Regions from separate parts of the Mus musculus genome. Here region 1 is linked to region 2. Evidence: chromatin contacts called from public Hi-C data. All regions are on one chromosome and are shown on one strand. The core of a region is the stretch at or near the end of the contact, and the rest is flanking DNA. Distances in the headings are between cores, read along the strand shown. Region 1 has its middle 140 kb from the start of Mb21d2. Region 2 holds the start of Mb21d2 (Mab-21 domain containing 2).

Region 1 (4,959 bases), core at 440-2,939, 140 kb before region 2:
AGGCTGGGGTGATGGAGATGGGGGAAAGGAGAATCTGCTAAAACACACTTTGGTGGAAAATTACACAATGGTATGAAATACTTAGTATTATAAATTTAAAACTAAACAAAACTAGTTTGGAATTAGAAAAGAGCAGTAAATCAAAGCCTTGACATCCAAGAATGAGAAAAGGAAACTGCTACTTTAGAATTTGGGGGAGGAGGCAGCAAGTCAAACACTAACCATCACATAAAGCTATTCTATAGTGAATAGTTTGCAGAGCAACTGTAGAGCAGGGATAATGACTTACAGATGAACCTCTTTACTTAAATCTCTGGGCTTTACACATGCAATGCTAATGAATAACTACCACACTGTGGACATCAAAACTGCCCTGAGATAGTGCCTGAGGATGCTCAGCATGGGATGCTCATAGAACGCACCGCCTACTCAGTGGATAGCACTGACAAAGTGGTGTAAAGGACAAAGAAGAGTGGGATGTCTGTAGTGTAGAATGCAGTAGTAGCAAAATGTCTATTCTATAGCAGAGTTCCAGAGCAGACAAGACCTTGGTAAAAATCATTCCCAGTTGATAAGCTGAAAACTAGAGGGAAGACACCAGAGAATCTAAGAAGAATCTCAGGGAGTGATTACTAAATCTCTAAAATGAATTTGATTACACTAAAGAAGTCAGTAATTCATTGAAGGCCCATACCAGGACTCAGATGGGAAAAAGGAATGCTCAAGTCACCCTTGTCCTAGATGGATTTGTTATCTAGTAATAGAAACAAATTTGCTAAAGTGAATGAATTATGCTATTCCTTGCCCCCAAGAAATTAGAAACTTGAAAATAATGACTAGAAATGGCCATGAAAGTCCAAGAAAGAGAACATTTGACTTAGATGGATTGTGGCTGGAGAAAGGATTCACTTTGTTGTAGACCCGGAAATGGATCCATTTGCTAGTAACTTGGATACAAATGAAACTACAGTTCTAAGGAACAGAAATGACAGAGGCTGAGAGACCAGAGGCATGGCTTGTATTTGTAGAATAATGGTGACTTAGTTCTTTTCGCTGGATGTGGATTTGGATTTACATAGAAGTTGTTACTGGAAAATTAGATTGGAGTAAGCTATGGAGAGCTATGAGTGTCAGGGTAGGATACATAGTGAGAGCTGAAATTTCTGCCATATTCCCTTACATTTGCTTTTATTACTTTGGATACCGTACTGTCTCTTACATCTGAAGAGATATTGGCTCGGAATGACGTGACTGTTATTAGTAAGTTAATGCAAGTTATTTCTGATAAGCTTTTTAAGAGAACGAATGTGTCTAAGATGACTTGGCTAATAACAACTGCAAAATTCATTACATAACAAAGGGACTTTTCATCTTAGTCTTTTTGAAGAATTTCCCTTGGGCAGTGCTTTTAGTAGCATTTTTAATCTATCTGGAATGACTATGAGCAAAAATAGTGGCGATAATAGCATCGTTAATGATTTAAAAAAGTCTTTTTCTTTAAAATATCTAAAAGTCAGTTTGTTCTGGGATTTTTTTTTAACTAAACATGTAGCAGAGTAGTGGATAGAGAAAACCTTATTTTTACTGTCTCCAAAACTGAAACAATGTATCACATAAAAGATGGGAGGGTATAAAAATGTAGAAAGGGTCCTCCAATGTTATTATGGACACTCTGGGAAAAATCTCCTTGGATAATAAGGACAATAATAACATTGTTATTAGATAGTGCACACTATTCAAATAGATACATATTCTACTACCCACTAAGCAGCTTGCCTAACCCAGAAAGTTTGTCTTGAAGCATTAGAAACCAAGGTTATGAAATAATGTCAAATTGATGTGAGGAAGAAATGTACAGTTTTATGAGTAAATATTCATACTGAGAGCCTCACCTCTGGAAACTGTTGTCAAGAGAGTTTGACCTAACCGACAGTAGTCCAAATAATCATTTGTCTAAGAAAACAGGAATGCCTTTGTGAAAAGTGCCATAGAAACGTAGTGATGTCAATTTCATTACCATTGACCTTGTATTGGCTATTAATAGCACATTTCTGAGAAACATCATCTATGCAGAATATAGACAAGAGGTTAAGGTCTACTTGAATTGTTGAAGAGAGTATAGCATGTCATCCTTAGGTTACAATTTTTAACTCCCTGACCAAGCCATTCGGTGATTTTTATTTAAATGACTAAAATAGGCCTATAGTTGGGTTTTTTCAATTCAAATCTTTCTATGACCGAAATATCATTCGTTATTTAATGACACCACACCTCTAATATCATTGTATGCATGTATCTTCACTATAACTTTTTAAATAATATGGTTTATATATAAATGTTCCATAGGGCTAGGTGATAGTTCCTAGGTAAAATGTTGCGGCCCTAGTTGGCAGCATGAACTGGGAAGAACCAGGCATAAAAAAATGAGGTGGGCTAATGTTTAATATGGTAGCTAAGTTTATTCAGAGCATTAGAAGTTTATACTGTAAGAGTTAAGAAAGGTCACCCGAGTAAAGTCCTCATGAGTTCAAAATGTAGACAATCACAAGGTCAACCTGCACATGGCAAAACATGTTTTCCCATGCAGGCATATGAGTAACAACCGCTGATGTAAGCTTACTCCTATCTACTACACATGGGAGGGGTACAAAAGCGCATTCCAAGAACAATTCTGAGATTTTTGAAGAAATGGAGACCACAAGACTCTAGTCCATTTTCTTGGCATTTTCCCACAAGCATCCCCCTCACCAGACTCCACTCTTGGTCTGCTTTGCAACAATAAAGTGATTGTCATGCAAGCATGAGATCCTGAGCATGGCTTCCCAGCACCCACATAAAGAGCTGAGCAAATTGGTAAGCACTGAGATATAGACAGGTCCCTGGAGCTTGTTAGCCGAGCTCCCTGAAGACTGGCCACCGTGTCTACCAGAATGGGAAACATTGTTTCAGAAGTAAGGAAGAGAGCCATTGAAAAGGAAGGCTGGCTTACACACACACACACACACACACACACACACACACACACACACACACACGGAGTTGATTGAAGACAATGAAAATAAGTAAAATAAATCTCAGTCGATCTTCACCAACTGCACGGGAGAGTTCTTGACCTGACTCAGTGTGCTCATCAAGCAGGCTTCCTTGGAGAGCATTTCTTGATGAGCCCCCCTTTCTCCTCCTCCTCCCTCCTCCACCTCCTCCTCCTCCTCCCCCTGCCTCCTCCTCTTCCTCCTCCTCCTTCTTCTTCTTTTTTCCCTTCCCCGTCCCCGTCCCCGTCCCCTTCTCCTTCTTCTGTTATCCTCCCAACGTAGATATTTGGTTAGTAACCTGTGACATATAAAATGTCCTCTTCCAGGAGAAATATTTTAACAAGATAGAAATGCAAGAATCTCTGGATATTGAGGCACTCTGGCTAATGTTCTGATTCTGTGACTTACTCTTTCTCCCAGGGAACATGATCATTCCTGGCTTATGCAGTGACGACAACAGCAATAATAAACATAAATGGGTACATAGATCTGCTTCATGTCAAGGCCTCAATGGTAGGCACTGTGCCCACTGATGTTCTTATTATGATAGTGATTGTTTAGGACATAGCTGGAGCATTCCGGAGCAAGCCACCAGTGACAGATCTGAACCCAGGGTTCTGGTACCCAGGAGCATCTGAAGGCCATAGAAAACACACAGACTGTTAGGCTCTTAGGGTCAAACATCTGGGTTATGGATAAGGGTGGAGCTGGCACCATGAAGGCAGAAAAAAAAAAAAAAGGAAAGGAAAAGAAGCTGAAGCAGAACCTGAAGCTGCACAACCGGAGACACAGAGGCAGAAAATCAAATCTGTATCAAAGATTGAATGGGGTCAGGCACTGGGCAACTGAGACAGACATTAAAGAGAACGTTTTCTTTAGCAGAATCAGAAGCTAGGGAATACGGGGTGGGGGGAAATGGAGGTCAGTAGTAAGACTAACCTCTTACATGAGAATTTTACAAGTTACAAAGCACAGACACCCATGAGTTCATGGGGAGGTAAACCCATTACCAAGCCTGTGCACTGTTTAGAAAATTGAAAATCTTGACCCCCTCCACTAATACATAAATTTATAACCTCCATATTTTAGAAATCATCTCACTATGGTCCTGTGTATTAGGAAATGGGACCTAAACAGCAATTATGGAATAATTGCTCAGATCTCTTTCCTGCAATAAACAATACTTACAGCTTCTTCTAGAGCACTGGGGATCCATAGGTCCCTTCCTCAAGCCTGCCTGCACGATCAGCAAGTCACTCATCAGACCTGACACCCATAATGCCTAGAGTTGGCTGGACAGCTGCTGGCCCAAGGCCACCAGGCAGTGCCAGGAAGTTTAATACAGTGTGCTGAGATGCATTCCCCCTGTAGCCTCAAATGCTGACTCTTCAATGGTTGCTAAAGAGGAGAAATAGCCTTGCCCCTGCCAAGCAGACTTCGTCTTGGGTAATTGAGCTCTTGGTCATCCAGGCATTTTAATGGACTCCGTGAATCACTGATCAGCCAAGGAAGAGTGAAAGAGCCCAAGGTCCTCAGCCTACTGATTGGCTCTTTCAACAAAGAAAAATGGAGTGCTGGTCATTGTCAATGAAGCAGCCACTCTGGCCTCTCCCATCTCAGCCTTTGGAGAATGAGGACATAAACGCTGCCATAAACCACATTTCCTTTGAGATGGCAGAAGAGTAGAGGAAACAGATGGATTCAACTACCCTACGACCTTCAAAAAGTCTCAGCCTTGGCTCGTGGAGGAAAAGAGAACAGAGGTGGCTGAAGCCCTCACTTTAAGCTGTAGGAAGGGACTGAGACATAGCCTAAATCAGAAGCAACGCCTCTTGGAAGGGAAATTACAGTTTCTTACTCCGCCTATCCCAACCCATTTTATTTGTAGAGAACTAGAGGCTAAACAGGACAAAGACATGAGTATAAG
Region 2 (5,283 bases), core at 1,454-3,953:
ACACTAATTTAGACCCCAACATGGCTTAGCATAGAGGTACATACCTGTAATTTCTGCACTCAGGAGGCAGAGGTAAGAGGGTTCTAAGTTCCAGGCCAGCCTTTCCTACACAGAGTTCTATGGCAACCTCACTACATAGTGAGTTCAAGGTTAGCCAGAGCAGCATAGTGAGACCATTCCTTTAAAAAACAAAAACAATAAAAAATATGACATAAAGTGGAAAAGGAACTGCTAAATCCAGTTGCCTGCATATGTGATGGAGACATAGAGTTTCCAAGGACATAGAGGACAAAGCATGATCCAAGAGTCTGTTGAGGAAATGCATTCCTTATCTATTTTCCTCTAACTTTTTGCAATTCAGAGATGGTTATGCCATCTTGTCTCAGATCTATAAAGTATTTCCCATTCAGTAACATTCTCAATATAAATAGGTTCAGTGGAGGTCTATTATTCCTGGAATTCTAATCTGACTGACCAGCAAGAAGTGTCCACAATGATGATCTCATTCATTCTAAACCACCAAGTTCAGACCTAGTTCACATTTGAGAGTGATTTCTGCTAGAAACCCGATGACTTTCTATGATGCAACTATCTTAAGAAAAGGCAGCAAAAAGGAAGGAGCAACGTCTTACTGCCGGTTTTGGAAATTAAGAGAGGAAAGTGTTTTGACTATTTTATATAGACTCTGTCTGTGTCCCGAGTTTGCATGTATGTAGGGCTGGGGATCAGGCACAGAATATGATGCATGCCAGTTAACTCACAATGTGGGACTTGCAATAACAATGAGAAGGCAAGCTGGAGTCATAGGTGTCACATGCAAGCTTCTGTTAAGAGTGCAACAGGGTTGCTACTCAGCTGTGGGGGCAAAGGTTGTGCCTGGCCTGGAGTAGCTATCAGAGCAAGAAAGGATGAGGTTGGCCTTGGTTGGGCTTACAGAACAGAAAGAAGAGGCAGGGAAATTCCAGGGGAGGATCTTTACAAATCTGTGTTTTGTAAAGATCCTGTGGGAGGGGCTGGAGAGATGGCTTAGCAATTAAGAGCACCTGTTCTTGTAGTAGAGGCCCTGTGTTCAGCTCGCAGCATCCATAGGGCAGCTCACATTTGTCTGGAACGTTAGTTTCAGGAGAACTGATGCCCTGTTGTGACCTCTGCAGGCACCAGGCAACAATGCAGTGTATGTAAATGCAGGGACACACACACACACACACACACACACACTCACCCCAGGACCCTAAAGTTTGTATCAACAGTGGAAGCTGATACAGCTAATGGCTACTTAACATGCTACTTAACGTGTCATTCTTTATAATAAATGGTGTCCGTCCAGTCTTATCTCACCTAATTCTTAAAGCAGCCTATGAAGATGTAATGGTTATCCTATTCACATGGGTAAGTATGGCAGGGCCTGGATGTCCAGGTCTTACAAGGTAATGTGAGTTTTCAGTGATGAGAACTCAGGTAAGAAAATTAAAGGGGCCGATAGGACCACAGGCTGGGATAGAGGACAGTTCACCATTGTTCCTAGGGGTCCATAGGCCTCCTTAAGTGTGTGAATCACATGAACATTAAAACCACATCTGCCATTTGGTCTTGATAAACTAGACTTGGACTACAGCAGTCTTGTCTTGAAAACCCTAGTTCCAGTGGGGACATGGGTGAGGGTGAGGGCTAAGTCCCAGGACTCATCCCAGTCATTCCGGTCTGGCTAATAGCGAGTGCTCAAATTCTATTTGCCAAAAGGGAGACTCCCTCTCCCACTCCCATCTTCCTTGTACCCTGGGGCAATTCATTGTTTTCCTTCCCCCACATTCCGCATTTGGATTCCTATCTGTCTGAGAGCAGGTTGGCTCTCATTAAGGCACTATATGTTAAGTTGAATGAGCTGTTACCCAGGCAAACTAATTACCAAGGGCAAAGGTAAGGAGGATACTTGAGTGGTTAATTGGAAGTATCTATACGCGGCATGACTGGCACCCCTTCTTGATTCGCTGATTTTATCATTCTAGGCGACAAAGGACAGAAGGTACATTTTATATTTTTCCACCAAGCAAAGGTACTAAAGTTCTCGGGATGGACATTGGAAAGGCGCCCACAGACACGTTTTCGCCCGGGACACCGCCCTAAGATCAGAGTAGGAAGACTCCTTTCTCCTTGGATGCGCTTGGCAAGCCCTGCCCCTAAAGAGGGGCGGGGGTGGAGGTGGAGAAAGAAAGCGTCCACACCACGCGCGTCAGCCCGAGTACGGACTGGCAAGTGATCCGGGCGCGCGAACCTCTGCCATTTATTTATTTATTTTCTTCCCACCGGGTGCGCTGTCCCTTTAAATGGGAATGCTGCTGCTGCTGGCTCCGTAACACCGGAGCCGGCAGCTTGTTGATTTCAGCGCTGGTGAATTTCACATTGTTTCCACTTCACTTTCCTTGCCCCCGGGGAGGCTCGAGTCCACTCCCGGACGCCGCCACCGATCCCGGCAGGACTCGAGGAGGGCAGGGGCCCGCAGCGGCGCAGCGGGCGGGGGCGGGAGGACCGGGGGCCGGGGCCACACGCGCACCTCGCCGCAGTCGGGCTCCTCCCGCGAAGGAGCGCGGCCGCCCCGAGCGCAGCGCGGCGCGGGGCCCGTCCAGAAGCCAGCCCGCCCACGGGCCGGGCTGCCCAGCCGCGCCGGGAGGCCGGGGCGGGGTGGGGGGCGGGGGTGGGTGCCGCGGCCGCCGCGGAGCCGCCGCTCGGCGCGTTTTGCATGAAGATGGCGGCTCCCACCGCCAGCAAGGCAGCCTCCCTGGGCTGCAACAACAAGCCTGCCTTCCCGGAGCTGGATTTCAGGTCTGGAGCTCGGGTGGAGGAACTGAACAAACTCATCCAGGAATTCACCAGGCACGACCAGCGGGAATACGACGACCAGAGAGCGCTGGAGATCCACACTGCCAAGGATTTCATCTTTTCCATGCTGGGTAAGGAGAACGGGGAGGATGTGTGAGTATGCGTGTGTGCGCGGGTGTGATGGAGCGGGTGGAAGCTATGGTCCCCGCTCTGGCGTTTGCCCGGGGTGTCACCCCTGGTTCCGTGAGGTCCCCTTTCCTCTCCACCGCCAGCTCAGCTGCCCCCTCCGCTCCTGCCTGCTGCGCTCGGCGCGGGGTGCCCCTCTCCTTCCCGATCGCCCGCTCTTTTGTTGGTTCCTCGGCCGCGGGGCTGGCGGGCAGGTGAGGCGGCGGCGGGAGACGCCTCCCGGCTTGGGGAGTCCCCAAGCGGCTCCGGCCGGCTGACACCGGCTCTCCTGCAACCCCGGGCGGCCGTGGTGGAGGCCGACCCGTGCTGGAGCGACAAGTTGCTTCTGTCGTGGTTGCGGCGCGGCGCTGTCACGCCGAGCCCCGGGTGGCCAAACTTGTTGGGTGTTCCAGAGTAACCCGCGGAAGTAGTCCGGGCGCCCGGAGTTGCCTCCAACTTTGATTTGCAAATCGACTTCCCTTTGAAGGGGTCGGAAGCATTTCCGGTGCTTCTCCGGGTTGTTGCTGAGCTGGAATTCCTAATTCCTTGCTTGAACACGACCAAGCTCAGAGCTCTGGCCGCGGAGGAGCGCTGTCCCCCTCGTCTTTGTGTATTGTCCTACTGATGGCTAAGAGGTGCTCAAGTTTCCCACTCTGGGCAGCCCTGGGTTAGAAAAATTTCTCCCACCGTATCCCCCAGCTCTTCACCGACGGGTCTGGAAAGATGAAGAAAAATAATGGGTTCCGGGGATCCAACCCTATCCCTGGCGTCCTGCGGTGGGATTATTGCTTCTGAGTTGTAGAATGAGCATCCGCTGCTGGGAGCCTCGAGTGTGTAGCGCTGTCATGCAGCAGTGGTGGCCCCGTGGTTTACATTCAGCAGGGCTGGACTGGAGGAGCCTTGCTCTCCAAAGGTTTCCACAGTCAATTTTTCAGATAGTGGTAATTGTGATTGACAAAGGCCTTTTAACTACAGGACAGAGTCTTTGCATTCTCTTGGGATCTAACGAGATTGCACTGTTGTTTCTTCCTACCTTATTCCCTCCAGATACCTTTTCTTGCCTCTCTTAGCTCAAGTCGAAGTGATACCGATTGAATGTGGTCCACTGGTCCTCTGAAGAATTAAGCAAGTTGGATGGGCCGTGTTAAACGCGGGAGTATGTTTTCTTTCTCCTGCTCACTCCACACGTATATTCTAGGTATTCTAGGTGGGGAATGTGGTTGAAAGATCCATATTTGGATGTTTGACTGTTTAATTGAATTATTATTTTAATTCACGATGTGGTGGGAGTCAGCTTTCAGAAAGGAGTGTAAAAGCCCTTACAAAGCCCTCCATATCTTAGAACCAAACCAGTGATTGTCAGAAAGACGGGTGTTGGGGGTGGGGTTAGGCGCGCACACAGAAAGCTCAAGGCAGTTATTTAAGTTGCTTAACCATGGTCTTTCTCTTTGGCATAGCTAACCACTGCCTGCCATTATGGTATATTAGCCCCCCACCCCCACCCCCTTGTCTGTGTGTAGAGATAGTGGTGAGGAGAGTCATGGGAGGTGATGGGGAGAGTAAGTTTAAATGCCTGGCTCAATGGGGACTTGTGCACGGTCCCTTCATCCGATACAGTGAATTAGTCAGGTCTTAAGTCACATACAAAAGGTAAATTATTCCAGGGCACTTAATTTATGCGTGTGTTTAGTGTCACCAGTGGCACTGCCGACAGGTAAACAAGATTTGCTTCCCTCCCTTCTCAGTCCTTTGACCTTGGAAGGGTTGCTTTCCCTCCCCTGGGACTTTGGCATTTCCACCTGCCGGAGAGAGACTTCAAGAGTAGCATCTAAGCCCTTTGCCCCTCTGGGTACTACCGGGCAGATGGCGAAATGAGCTTGCCTGTGTGTGGTACTGCATTCATTTTCGAATCCCTTGGTTTCCTTTAATGAGGTGCTGGCTTTTCTAGGCCAGCGAAGGTTTAGCGACAGCCAGGGTCTCCATGTGGATTTACTTCTCTCTAAAGCAGATTCTCGCTTGGCTTGAGAAACAAAATCTCTTTTTTTTTTTTTTTTTGTACACTTTCACTTGCTGTGGTCTGGAGTCTTTCATGAATATGCAGATAGGGTGTCTTGATGACCCCACCCCCAAGCTTGTTAAGGTGGTGTCACTTGGGTGGCATCAGGCCCTCGGTTTAGGGAGCTGTTGGGGGTAGTCCTCTTGGCTTTGTTCTGTCTCTTGTCTGAACTGCACCTGAGGATTTTAAGCAGTTAAAAAAAACAAACAAAAAAAAAAAAAACCGTTATCCTCTCAGTCAGGATG

The links. Hi-C and Micro-C count contacts between places; a contact is called where the count stands out from the background.
Region 1: a contact with region 2 is called in a Hi-C map of Sertoli cells, with 2.2 times the contacts expected there. The contact joins the enhancer-like site here to the promoter of Mb21d2 in region 2. A contact is called at or near these places in 1 of 39 promoter capture datasets (liver), 1 of 15 datasets of contacts at CTCF or cohesin (the NIH/3T3 cell line), 2 of 484 Hi-C or Micro-C datasets (Sertoli cells and epidermal suprabasal cells) and 2 of 115 datasets of contacts at active chromatin or transcription factors (bone marrow-derived macrophages and neural progenitor cells).

What each region holds. Positions count from the first base shown.
Region 1 is chr16:29,065,616-29,070,574 of GRCm38.p6, reverse strand. No RefSeq gene overlaps it. Among named protein-coding and RNA genes, the nearest start is that of Mb21d2, 140 kb to the right of the region's middle. Within about 2 kb of position 1,689, at least 1 of the 459 cell types and tissues checked has an H3K27ac peak or open chromatin away from gene starts, as enhancers often do. A contact at or near this core is called in Sertoli cells, where this site is marked.
Region 2 is chr16:28,927,118-28,932,400 of GRCm38.p6, reverse strand. Mb21d2 (Mab-21 domain containing 2) reads left to right here and starts at 2,703. Exons shown (of 2, transcript NM_177718.3): 1 at 2,703-2,948. The coding sequence starts at 2,738.